Regions from separate parts of the Sus scrofa genome. Here region 1 is linked to region 2. The links are chromatin contacts, called in public HiChIP or PLAC-seq maps. All regions are on one chromosome and are shown on one strand. Each heading gives the region's core, a stretch centred on a gene start, on an enhancer-like site or on the middle of the called end of the contact. The rest is flanking DNA. Distances are from core to core; before and after follow the strand shown.

Region 1 (6,392 bases), core at 1,442-3,941, 66 kb after region 2:
TGTTTACTATTCTCTAGTTCTATTTAGTCCATGGGGCTTTCTTCCTTGAGCTAATTTATTAACTGAGGACAATCCCCTGCTTCCAGCTATCCTCTGCTTTTCCAAGGGTTGCATTATGGAACTAGAAGACTGATAGAGATTAAGATTAGATCCATACCACCACTTTGCAACATGTCTATGAAAAGTTGGAAAATTTTTGCAGCCAGCTAGGTAAAAGGGAGAAATTTTTTTCCTACTGAAGTCCCTTCCATGTTGATAGGTATTTGCGAGAACCACAGAACCCCTGGCACAGAACAACTCCATCCAAACTTCTGCACTAAGAGATTTAACAAACTGTAACAGAATCTTGCAGTTTAAGGCTATGTCCCTGGGGTGACCCTAGACCCTCTTAAAAATGCCTGCCTGAGAAAGCTCAGAGCTTCCAGGAGAATTTATTGGTTGTTCCAGAGGAAACTTGGAGATAGACAGATAAGCCTCTGAATCTTCTCTTAGAGCAATTACTTCGGAAGCCTGCAACTAAAATCCTCTCTCTGCCCTTTGAGATGTAAATTGACCGCCTAAAACTTTCATCAAGGTCCGGAAAGACATCTCTGAATGCAAACATTTAGGGAGTTAGGGATGTAATTGGCCCTCTAACGTCAGTGGGGGCACCACTTTGCTTCAACATGCACCACTGTCTCCCATCAAAAAAGATGGAGAGGAGTTCCTGTCGTGGCGCAGTGGTTAACGAATCCGACTAGGAACCATGAGGTTGCGGGTTCGATCCCTGCCCTTGTTCAGTGGGTTAACTATCCGGCGTTGCCGTGAGCTGTGGTGTGGGTTGCAGACGCGGCTCGGATCCTGCGTTGCTGTGGCTCTGGCGTAGGCCGGTGGCTACAGCTCCGATTGGACCCCTAGCCTGGGAACCTCCATATGCCGCGGGAGCGGCCCAAGAAATAGCAACAACAACAAAAGACAAAAAGACAAAAGACAAAAAAAAAAAAAAAAAAAATGGAGAAGTTTGTTTCTCTTTTGGAAAAAAGATCAATTAATAAATCTAGATGGTCTTATCACATGGATTAACCCTCTCAAGACCACTCAGTACCTTTCCCTTAGCACACCCCAGTCTTTAAAAAGTCTCTAGTCTCCTCTTTTGGGGAAGTCGAGTTCAGTTTATTTGGGGCCTTCTTTTCTGTTGTAATCATATAACTGAACAAAATCTGTCCTTGCTGCTTTAATGAGGGCCTAGGGTTTTTTGTCTTCGACAACTGCCAGATATCTCCTTCACTCTGTTTGCTTCAAAATCTTGTGAATGGGTTGAGTACCTCTAGTTTCCAGCAATGATAAGTGTTTTCCATATCTCATTAATTTGGGAATTACTATGGAAATCGGAAAAGAGGAAACATCAAGTATTTAATATAATATTCAGTCCCAGAATTCTCTATAAGCTGTTACTTGCCATGTAAGCGTATGGAATGGTAGCATAACAGAAGAGGTCATGGGTTTAGCAGTAAGAGTAGACTTTGGTTTCATTCCTTGCAATATTTTTAGTAGTTTCTTAAAATTGAGCAAGTGGATAAAATTTCTATGTCTCATTTTTGTCATTTGAAAATAGGACTAAACAACAAGGTCCTACACTATGACACAGGGAACTATATTCAATGTTTTGTGGGAATTCCTGTGGTGGCACAGCAGAAATGAATCTGACCAATATCCATGAGGATGCAGGTTTGATCCCTGGCCTTGCTCAGTGGTCTGGGATCCAGCTTTGCCATGAGCTATGATGCAGGTCACAGACGTGGCTCAGATTTTGTGTTGCTGTGGCCGTGGGGGAGGCTGGCAGGTGTAGCTCCAATTTGACCCCAGCATGGGAACTTCTATATACCCATGGGTGCGTATAAATCTTGTATAAATAATAATGGAAAATTATATGAAAAATAATACATAGGACTAAAAGAAATAGGACCAGTAGTGTCTAGCTCACAGACTTGTTGGAAAACTGAGATTGTATGAGAGAACATGTAGATGGGTAGTACTTAGCTCATAGTCATTGTTGAATAAATAATGTACTACTTTGTATTATCAACCCTGACAAATCCCAAAGAGATGTGTTACAGTGTACCTTCTAATGGCATCCTTCCTATAGCTACTGTCTCTGGGTTCTTCTGTTAGTCAGTGAGATTCTTCACAGGTAATCATTTTGTTCTTCTAATCCCAGCTCTGGCCAGATGAAAAGATGGATATTTGCTAAGTGTTTACTAGAAGCGTGAGTACATGAGTAAATGAATGAATGTATAGGTCTAGCAAAGTATTGGTGAATTCAAGGTATCAAAATTATTTTAAGTTTACCTAGGCCAAGTCAACTGATGATGTCCAATTCAGTTGTGAGACTGATGAAAGCAGCCCAAGACATGAATGGTGTCATTTGTCTTACATTTGGCCTGAAACAAAGATCTATCTCGTGTGCTACCTTTTCATTTTTTATGTGACATCAGTCTCAGAAACAGGATCTGAAGGTACCAATGGGAAGTTACCACAGCCTAGTTTTCATTTCCTGCTTTTGGGTAGCTGGTCGGACTACTTGTTAATGCTTAGTAAACCAATCCCACATGATTTGACTCCTAGATCCTCTTTTGTCTAGAGGCACTTGTCTTAGGAGAAGAGAGGGATGAGCTCGCAAATGCTGTGTCAGTTTAGAAACTCACTTGAACCATGGAATACCAGTCTCCTTTAGAAAATGTGGATGAAGATGGATACACTCAGTTAGACTTCAGCTCTCACAACCTCACCAGGAGATCTGTGGTCTCCGAGAAAGGTATTTTTTTTTCTTTCTGATTTCAACATTGTCAATCTCATCAACTGAAATTGGAAGTGGAAAAGAGAGGCGAGACGTGATTTGTTGGGCTTTTATTACTATATGTTGATTTTCAGAAATCGCTGAAGATTCTTTGAATGTGCACGAAGCCTTTTCTCTCAGCAACCATTCAGTGACCAATCATTAGTACAGTTGACCCTTGAGCAACAGGGGTTTGAACTGCACAGGTCCACTTATATATGGAGGTTTTTTAATCATAAATACTACAGTGCTACACCATCTGAAGTTGACTGAATCTGTGGAAGCTGAATGTAGATATGGAGAACGTCAAATACTGAGGGTCCACCATAAGTTATAGAGGAATTTTTTCGACTGTGGGAGGGTAGATGCCCTTAACCCCAGTGATGTTCAAGTGTCAAATTTATTTAAGTTAATTATTATGATGATGAAAAATACCTACAATTTCTCTATTCTCTAGAGATGGGCACTTCCAAAGTAAGAAGTTGTACTAAGTGAGGTGAAATGCAAAGATGAAAGAATTTTGACAGGAGTGACCTACTTGATAGAAATGAGTAAATTGTAGCATGGGATTTAAGGAAAGGTAAAGCAGGGATTCCTGTCGTGGCTCAGCAGAAACAGATCTGACTAGCACCCATGAGGACGCAGGTTCGATCCCTGGCCTTGTTCACTGGGTTAAAGATCAGGTGTTGTCGTGAGCTGTGGTGTAGGTCACGGATGATGCTCAGATCTGGCGTGGCTATGGCTGTGGTGTGGGCTAGTGGCTACAGCTCCCATTTGACCCCCAACCTGGAAACCTCCATATGCCTCGGGTGTGGCCCTAAAAAAGACAAAAATAAAAAAGAAAGGCAAAGCAGTGGATATGAACAACATCAAGATACTGGAGATCAGGAGAAGAATGAAAAGATGGAAAAAACAACTTGTGATTTTGTGGAAAAGGCCAAAGAAGTCAGAAGTCTTAGGGCTTAGAAGCCCAAATCTGAATTTTTTGTATGTGTGATAATGAGGTTGATTTGATATTCTTTTTTTTTATTTTTTGTAAAGGGAGTTTTTGTATGTCAGTGAAGAAATATATGTGTTAGATAAAAATATCCCATTATCAGGACACGAGTCTTAAACCAAATGTAAAAGAAGTGAAACCTGGACAAGGGCATTGGTCTCTTTAGGAGTTCCCTTTGTGGCTTAGCGTTAACAAACCTGACTAGGATCCACGAGGATGCGGGTTTGATCCCTGGCTTCGCTCAGTGGGTTAAGGATCCGGCGTTGCCCTAAGCTGTGGTGTAGGTCACAGAGGCAGCTCAGATCCTACGTTTCTGTGGCTGTGGTGTAGGCCGGCAGAGACCTCTCTCTTCATTGAATGAGCCATTTAATCTCCCCTGTAATTCTCCTATTTGAAAATTCTCTGAAATGCTCTTAATGCCTATTCTCAATCTTGGTGTAGGGGTATTAATAGAAAATGAATTTCTTGTTATCAAGGGAGAGTTTATTCACAGGTTTTGACGTCAGAATTTGCTCCCTTCTGCTTTCTGCTCATTCATATTGCACAATTATTTTCCTCTCATCGCTTGTGCAATTCTTTCCTTGGGCAACCTGTTGGGGGAGAGTGGAAAAACTATGCAAAAGATAGGGAGGTATGTGTGTGTTTACATGTATGTGTGGTTAAACGGTGGGTTATCTAGACTGTGCTAGTAGTCTAGGTGCCTTTATGTGTGTTAACTTATTTAATTTTCATAATAACATTTTGATGTATTAGTACCCTCACTTTTCACAAAGAGAATTGAAAAAAAACAAAAACAAAAACCAGAGGGCATAATTTTCCCAAGAGCATGCAACAAATAAGAGAAAGGGGAAGATTACTCTTAGAAACCAGTGCTATTTCTGCTCCATGAAGCTGTCTCAAGAAGGAGTATGCTTTCAGGAATCCTGATAGTGTAAGACATATAAACATCAATGTGGAGCTGAAATTTAGAGTGCACAAATACCAAGGCACTGCACTCAAGTTACAGTTTCAGAAACATGAAGAGGTATTGCTAAAAGGGGAGAAAAATTCAGATTATTCCAGATGAGTAGATATTTCGGGGATCAGATTTTGATGAACTAGAGAACTGAAATGTTCCATGATCCATTATCCAGTTACTTTACTCAATTTCTGCTCTCTTTGGCTCCTCAGGACCTTGTGCTGCATCCCCTTATTGGCGACCCATTACTGTGACTTTGGGAATTTTATGCTTGTTAATGTTGGTGATAGCTGTGGTCCTGGGTACCATGGGTGAGTACTGGAGGAGATGAGCAATGGCAGATATTTAATTAAAAATGTGTAATGATCTAGGCACTCTTTTAAGAGTGTAACATAATCTTATTTAATCTGCATATTGACCTTATTGAATTAGTGCTATTAGTTCTTATTTTAGTCCTGGCATCATAAACCAGTTAATGGTAGGAACGTGATTGGATGTTTAGGCAGTATGTCTAAAAAACTCATACTTTTAACTGCAGTGATCTACTACCTTCTTGAATAGCTGGTTTCAAAGCTGTGGAATTCCTAGGGTAAATGAATGAGAGGAAACCAGCGGAGGTGAAGAAGGAAGTACAATTAGTGCTTATCTTCCTAATGAAATAAATTCTTTAAAAAGACTATAAGACATTTTTATATCTCATGATTTAAAGAAAGTGTTTTGTACCTGGTCCTTTAATCTGAATTTTTTTTTTTTTTGGATAATACCAGGAAATACTTGCAGCACTTACCAAGTACTAAGTGGATATCTTTTGATGGAGAAATAAATTTACCTAGATTTTATATCTCACCCATTCTATTGTCCATATTTTTGTGCCTTCAGAGAGTCTTTATGAAAGATTTCTTAATTAGGTGTTTATTGAGTACATTCTGTGTTATAGGCGGGTTCTCAAGAAGGTCCCATTTTTATATTTTATTTTTTTATTTATTTTTGGAAGCACCTGCTACATGAGGAAATTCCCAGGCCAGGGATCAAAGCTGCACCACAAGCAGTGACCCGAGCCTCTACAGGGACAGCCCCAGATCCTTAACCTGCTGCACCACTGGGGAACTCCTCTTGGAGCTCTCATTTTTAAATGATAGATGAAAGAAAGAAGATTTATTACTATTTCAAATTGACCATGGCTCCAATTGACTGTATATCGTTTGCCTCTTGCTTTCTCCCTCACACTCTTTCTTCTCTATCAGCTTCATTTTTCTCTTTTGTATTATACCTTCTTCATGGAAGTTATTTCTTTTTTCTATCTATTTAATCTACCATCTATTTTATCTCTATCTTTTGTCTATCTTTAGCTCTCCATCAGCAATGTATTATCTCTTTATCACTAATTAAGAATGTACCCCTTTATATATGGTTATGGGATTTTAATTCTCAAACATAGTAAAATGACTTTTTTCCCTCTCATTATTGCTGTTGGGCTATGAAGCTATTTGGAGATCAAGTTCAGGGAACAACATGTTGAAGAATGACAGCTTCCCATCAAGAAATAAAAACAACCAGAGTCAACCCACACAATCATCTTTAGAAGAGGGTGAGGATACCACCAAGGCTCTCCCAACCACAGG
Region 2 (6,115 bases), core at 2,419-4,918:
GGTGATAACTAAGTAACATGGTGACATATCATAACTAGATTTATGATGGTGATCACTTTGAAATGAATAGAAAAAATACCACTACGTTGTGTGACAGGATTTAACAGTGTTATAGGTCAATTACGCCTTAAAAACAAACAAATATACAAAGAAAGCCACAGCAAAGGAAATCAGATTTGTGGTTACCAGAGGCGAAGTGGGGGGAGATGGGGTGAGGTGATAAAGGTGGTCAAAGGGTATATAAACTTCCAGTTACTAGATAAATAAGTACTAGGGATATAATACACAGTATGCCAAATTAACACTGATGTATAATTAACACTTTTATGAAAATTGCTGGAGTAAATCCTAAGAATTCTCATCAAAATTTTTTTATCTTTCATTTTGCAACTATATGAGAGGACGGATGTTCACTAAACTTACTGTGATACTCATTCCATGATGTATGTAAGTCAAATCATTTGCTGTACACTTTAAACTTATACAGTTGCCATATGTCAACTGTATCTTAGTAAAACTGGAAGAAAAAATAAAAATAAATAAATAAATAAATAAAAATTGTAGTAGTAATACGTGAATGAGAAATTCAAAGAAAAAGTAGGAAAAGCATGAATTGGCATGACACCAGTGAAGGTCCAACGAGGAGGATGGACAGGAGGAAGCAGGTAAATAAAATCGAAGGGGGAGGGCGCACAGCCTTGTGTCAGGCAGGAATCAGAGACCTGGCAGCTCCAGCCCCAATCAACCAGAGATGGAAACCACAAGAAGGGAGCCAAGAAAGACAGCAACAAAACCAAGTGCAACTGTGACAATGGGAGGAGACAGTGGGATCTTAGGGAACAGGAGGGGAGGGGGAACCATTAAGGCTTTCATTTACCATAAAATATCCACATTTCCCAGGAATGCCAGCTCTGCTCCTCCCTAACGAGGGGCCCTGGGCTAGATGCTTTGCCTGTTTGGGTCTCTTGTTTTCCTATCTGTGAGATGTGGCTAATACTCCACAGGGCTGGACTGTGCATGAATTTTCAAAAAAGCACACCATCTCTCCCAAGTATTTTCCTGCTTTACTGCCGGTTTTCACTTCATTGTCGCTATAAAGATAATTTCAAAATCCCATGACACCCTCTGTCTCAAGGCACAAGCATGCCGATTTTTCTGGATGGCAGCTCTAGAGATGTGCAGAGGCTAAACCCAAGTCACGTGAGCAGTCAGGGTACGTGACTGCTTTAACAACACTCTGGTCAGGCGGAAAAGGGCTTTAGAAATTATTTACTCTAACCCACTTGTCTGTAAACAGGATCCTTCGGCACAGCCAGCCAGATTCAGGCTTCAGCTCAGAACCAGCACCAAATCCCAGAACTCAGAGCAGAGCTCCTTTTGTGTCACAACTAGAAAGAGGGCCAGAGGCTGAACATCTAAGGAACGGGCTGGAAGGATGATGGCTGGTTAAAACCTAACTGGAGGAATCATGAGATCTACGCGATGGCCATGTTACCTTACATTTTATCACGGAGGTAAAACACTTAACACCAGACAATGAGCGGAAAAAAATAAAATTGGGGGGATTAGCTGAAATATTCTGGGTGAATGCATGGAAATGACTAAAATGGAAACGGCTGTTTTGAGGAAGTATATGGAAAATTTAACTTGATTTAGGAATAGCTATGATTCTGAGTCTGTGACTTCCACAGAACCACTGGAACAGAGCTTTATACTGAGAGAGTTCTGAATAAACGGTAGCCGTTCTGCTGACTGGGACGCTTTTCTACCATCATACCACCATCTGTGAACTCTTAAGGGCAACTACAGTTTACTCTGCTATTTCCAATACCTAACAGTGTGAGGTATTTGAATTTAAAATAATTCTGCTTAATAGAACTGCATTAGACACTGAGAAAATAGATGGCATGGGAGGCCCAACAGCCAGGGTGGGGGTTCCCAGCTCTGCCACATACCAGCCCTGTGAGACCTTTTAGGGGGTGACTTCATTTCTCTGGGTTCGGTCCTTCACCTGCAGAATGGGGTTATAATGCTGGGAGGACTAAGTGAATGAATATTAGACAGAGCTCTGAGAATACTCCCAGGTACCTGGTAAGCTAGCAATAAAAGTTAGTTGTCATTTTCAAGACAAGCATGGGTATCACCTTTCTTGGGGGAAAATTTTCAAAGCAGTCATTCAAGGTTCAGAGACCAGGAAAGTAACCTGTGAAGGATCCTTTACTGGGTAATAAGGCTGGCTCTTTTTTTTTAGCTGAAAACCCTTTTGTATGTAATTCCTGGGGAATGGAATGGCCCTAACGTCTCCTCTACTTTATAGGAAAAGGACTGCAAGAGCTTTATAAAGCCCAGGTCGCTGGTGGGTGCTGTAAGAACATGAAAGTTAAATGAGGATTGGAAAGGACGGGAGTACCATTCACAATCAGAAAATCGCAATTCCTTTACGTGTAAATTATACGTAGTATTTATCCTAATTTCCCTGCCCGCAGATAAAGAGCACACTCTCTAGTTTCTAGTTTCTCTAGTCTCTGGTTTCTCATCTCCAAAACTCAACGGTGGTAGTTTCCTCTACCCCACTTTAAAGATTTCTGCCTTCCAACTGGGCTGCGCAGCCCACATTAGAGAAAAACCAGGCAGGAGGCAGTGGAAGGGGGTGATGGGAAAAACGCCCGGATGCAGAACGACACCTTAATATTTCTTCTGTTCCTCCTCACTGCCTGCACTAGTTCCTATTACATAAACCAGCGTCCAAAATCCAAGAAAAAAAAGGTCTCAGCCCTTCCTTACTGTGACCAGGTACAATGTGTTCAGAATAAATACCGGAGGAAGGATGGCTGCCCCCACACACCCCGTAGCCAAGAATGATGAGGCAATCTGGCTGCTGCTGCGCAGAGAACGTGACCTTGTTTTCTGGGCCAGGCCTGTCTTGCGACGCCCCCCCCCCCCACCTTTTCTAATCCTCACAGAATAAAATAAAATATCCACTGGCTTCGGAACATTTCCTTCCCAAACCCAATGCTATGAGGATCAAAGTCCACCTGATTAACGGATAACTACCTAAGGCCGAAACTGATGACAGCAAATCCTCTCTGTGTTCCCTTAATTTCCATGCTGTCTTAAAGGCAGCAAACGGATGATCTCCACCTCATCATTCTCGCACAAAAGGGTCCCTTTTTGAGGACATCCCAACCCACACATCCTCTGAATACTGCTGAGTCACTCAAACGTACGTTCCAATCTAAAACTGCGGTCAGCTCCAAGGATGGGTTCTGACCCTGGGGAAATGGGTTTTAAACGGGCCGCAGTCTCAATGTTCATTCCACTGGCTCTCCTCGTAGTGAAGGGCGTTCAGGTTAGGTAATTTTAGGGATCACCCTTCTTCTGTGCCTTCGGATAGCCATCACGACTTCCCCGCCCCCGGCTCATCCCCCCCCCCGCCTCTCTCCCCCTCCCCCTCCCCAGCACACTCACGGGGACCCGGTCCGGATATTTCTTCCGGATCTTTTCTCCTTCCTTTTTCCGATACTCAAAGGGATGGTCCTCCTTATACTGGAACTTCATGATGGACCGCAGGGTTTCTAAGATCCCCGGACGGGGCCTGCCTCCCTCGCGGACAAACGCGTCTCTCCCGTCTTGATTCCCTCGGCCAAACCGCAATGTGCCTCAGACCCGCTTCCGAAAGGCCAGCCCCGGTCGCTACGCCTCCCCGCACAGCTTTCCGAAGGGGCTTCGGGTCGTCTAGAGGTAGGGGACGGCCAGGTAAAGAATTCCCGGCGGCTTTTCCCGGCAGCTGGGAACACAAAAACAACACGGCGGCGCGGGTATCTTGTGACGTCACGAAGCCCCGCCCCCAGCCCGCCCCCAGGGTTCTGGCGACCGCGGTTGGGGGTGGGCAGGAGCTAGGTCCGTTTCAGTGTTTTCTCCTTCACTCTTAACGTTCTCGAAATCGAGTTGCTTGCAAACAGAGCAATCTTCACCTCTTATTTTATTGGAACTGTGACGTTAAGTGTGTTTTTAAAACCAAAAAAGTGTTCTAAAAATGTCTTCTTCCCTCTCTTTGGCCGTTTCTTGGTTGGGCCCTCAAAACAAATGCAGATGGCGACATCCAGTTTTTTTCAGCTTGTTGGGATCTGAAGTCTGGGAAAGGCAGAGACAGAGGTCCTGAGATACCTCGGGCCAACGCTCAAGTGCCCGGTGCTTGCATTTTGCCCTTCGTCCTTTGGATGGCCCTCTCCCCTGACCTTGGGTGCTGGGCTGGCTCCCTGAACGGTGACCCCTCCTTCACCACGCTGGCGTCATCCTGTTTGGGTCCCTGCAGCAATTTGTTCCTAGAGCAGCAACATAAACAGAGCGTGACTCAGGGATTTGAAGAGGATTTCTATAAGGTGAAGGGCACGAGGTGTCATCAAGGTCCAGAGAAGTGATGTCAGTCACGACTGCTAAGGGCTTTAAGCAAGTTTAGAGATAGAAATGATTTGCTTTCTCCTATTAAGCCAGAAGTTGGATCTGTCTTTTGGGAAAATAAAATATAAAGCGATTCCAGTGTTTAACCCAGCAATCCTCAAGCATTTTTTTCCTCCTAATGCAGAAGTGCACCGGAGGAGAGTATTCCTCTCCTAAGGTGAATACAAAGTGCTCCTTGAAGGCGGGTGGAAGACCAGCCCCCTCTTTCTCAGCAAAGAATCAAAAGACAAAGGCCTTTCCAACCTCTAGTAAGGACGGTGATTCCAGGGATCTGTAGTGGAGGAGCAACAGATATTGTAAAGGGTAAAAAAGAATGAGGAAGAGATGAAGAGTGAAGAGCTGCTTTGCCCTAAACAAGTCTAGGAAGTTCTAAAAAAGCATATTAGACAACAGCAGGCCTATTCACCTGTCTTCTCTAATCAAGGCCTCAGTATCTGATTTAAAAAAACAAACCCACGGGAGTTCCCTGGTGGCCTAGCAGTTAAGGATCAAGTATTGTCACTGCTGTGGCACAGGTTCAATCCCTGGCCAGGGGAACTTCCACATGACATGGGTGTGGCCAAAAAAACTAATAATGAAAATTAAAAACAAACCCACAAAGTAAAAGAAACTAGGTTGCATTATTAAAACAAGGAAGAAAAATGGCATGGCCTTACTTTTTGATGCTAATTATTTTTCCCTGCAGCACGGCATTTTTCAAACCTTATTTTGTATGAAAATCCAGGAATTCTTTTATCACATAATACATTTATAATATTTAATCCTTATTTTCAAATTGAACGTTTTAGATCATTTGAGCTTTGACCCAAATATAGCTAAATGTCTCAAAAGAGTACTTTAAAACAAATTGAGAGAAATAATTACCATGGAGATCAATATTTTTTAAGAATATTTTTTCCTCTCAAATCTACTGAAAACAATCATAGGTAGTTTAAAGCTGATTTTTACTTTTATTTAACCACTGTCAATTTATATATGGACAATAATTTGGAAATGAAATTTAAGTTGATCTTTCTGCCTTAAGGCTTTTCTAAATGCTAACACTTTATCTTAACACTGCCCAATCTGTCAGCCCCCAAAGCTTGTTTTCTTTCCTTGTAGCAGAACTCTTAAAATATTATACAGAAGTTAATTTTATAAATTAAAACATTCAATCTGATAAAAATGTTTCCAAATTCCCTTTTTAACCAAGGACAAAATACTATATTGAAAAGTTCACATTTCAGGGACATACCTTCATTGCTGATGAGAATGGAAAATGGTACACCCACTTTGGAAGACAAACTGATGGCTTCTTAGAAAACATAACAGGAGTTCCCGTCCTGGCGCAGCGGTTAACGAATCCAACTAGGAACCATGAGGTTGCGGGTTCGGTCCCTGCCCTTGCTTAGTGGGTTAACGATCCAGCGTTGCCTTGAGCTGTGGCGTAGGTTGCAGACGTGGCTCGGATCCCACGTTGCTGTGGCTCTGGCATAGGCTGGTGGCTGCAGCTCTGATTGGACCCCTAGCCTGGGAACCTCCATATGCCGGTGGGAGCGGCCCAAGAAATAGCAAAAAGACAAAAAAAAAAAAAAAAAAAAAGAAAAAGAAAAAGAAATCATAACATACTCTTGCAATACAAGACTACAATCAACCACTTAGTGTCAAAGAGCAG

The links. HiChIP or PLAC-seq counts read pairs in DNA pulled down with a chosen protein or histone mark.
Region 1: an H3K27ac HiChIP or PLAC-seq map of alveolar macrophages shows a contact between it and region 2. The contact joins the promoter of CLEC7A here to the promoter of GABARAPL1 in region 2. A contact is called at or near these places in 6 of 47 Hi-C or Micro-C datasets (blood, embryonic fibroblasts, fetal liver and 3 more) and 2 of 2 datasets of contacts at active chromatin or transcription factors (alveolar macrophages and skeletal muscle).

The regions. Positions count from the first base shown.
Region 1 is chr5:61,830,336-61,836,727 of Sscrofa11.1, forward strand. CLEC7A (C-type lectin domain containing 7A) reads left to right here and starts at 2,692. Exons shown (of 4, transcript NM_001145866.1): 1 at 2,692-2,794. The coding sequence starts at 2,692.
Region 2 is chr5:61,763,759-61,769,873 of Sscrofa11.1, forward strand. GABARAPL1 (GABA(A) receptor-associated protein like 1) reads right to left here and starts at 3,669. Exons shown (of 4, transcript NM_001190287.1): 1 at 3,469-3,669. The coding sequence starts at 3,558.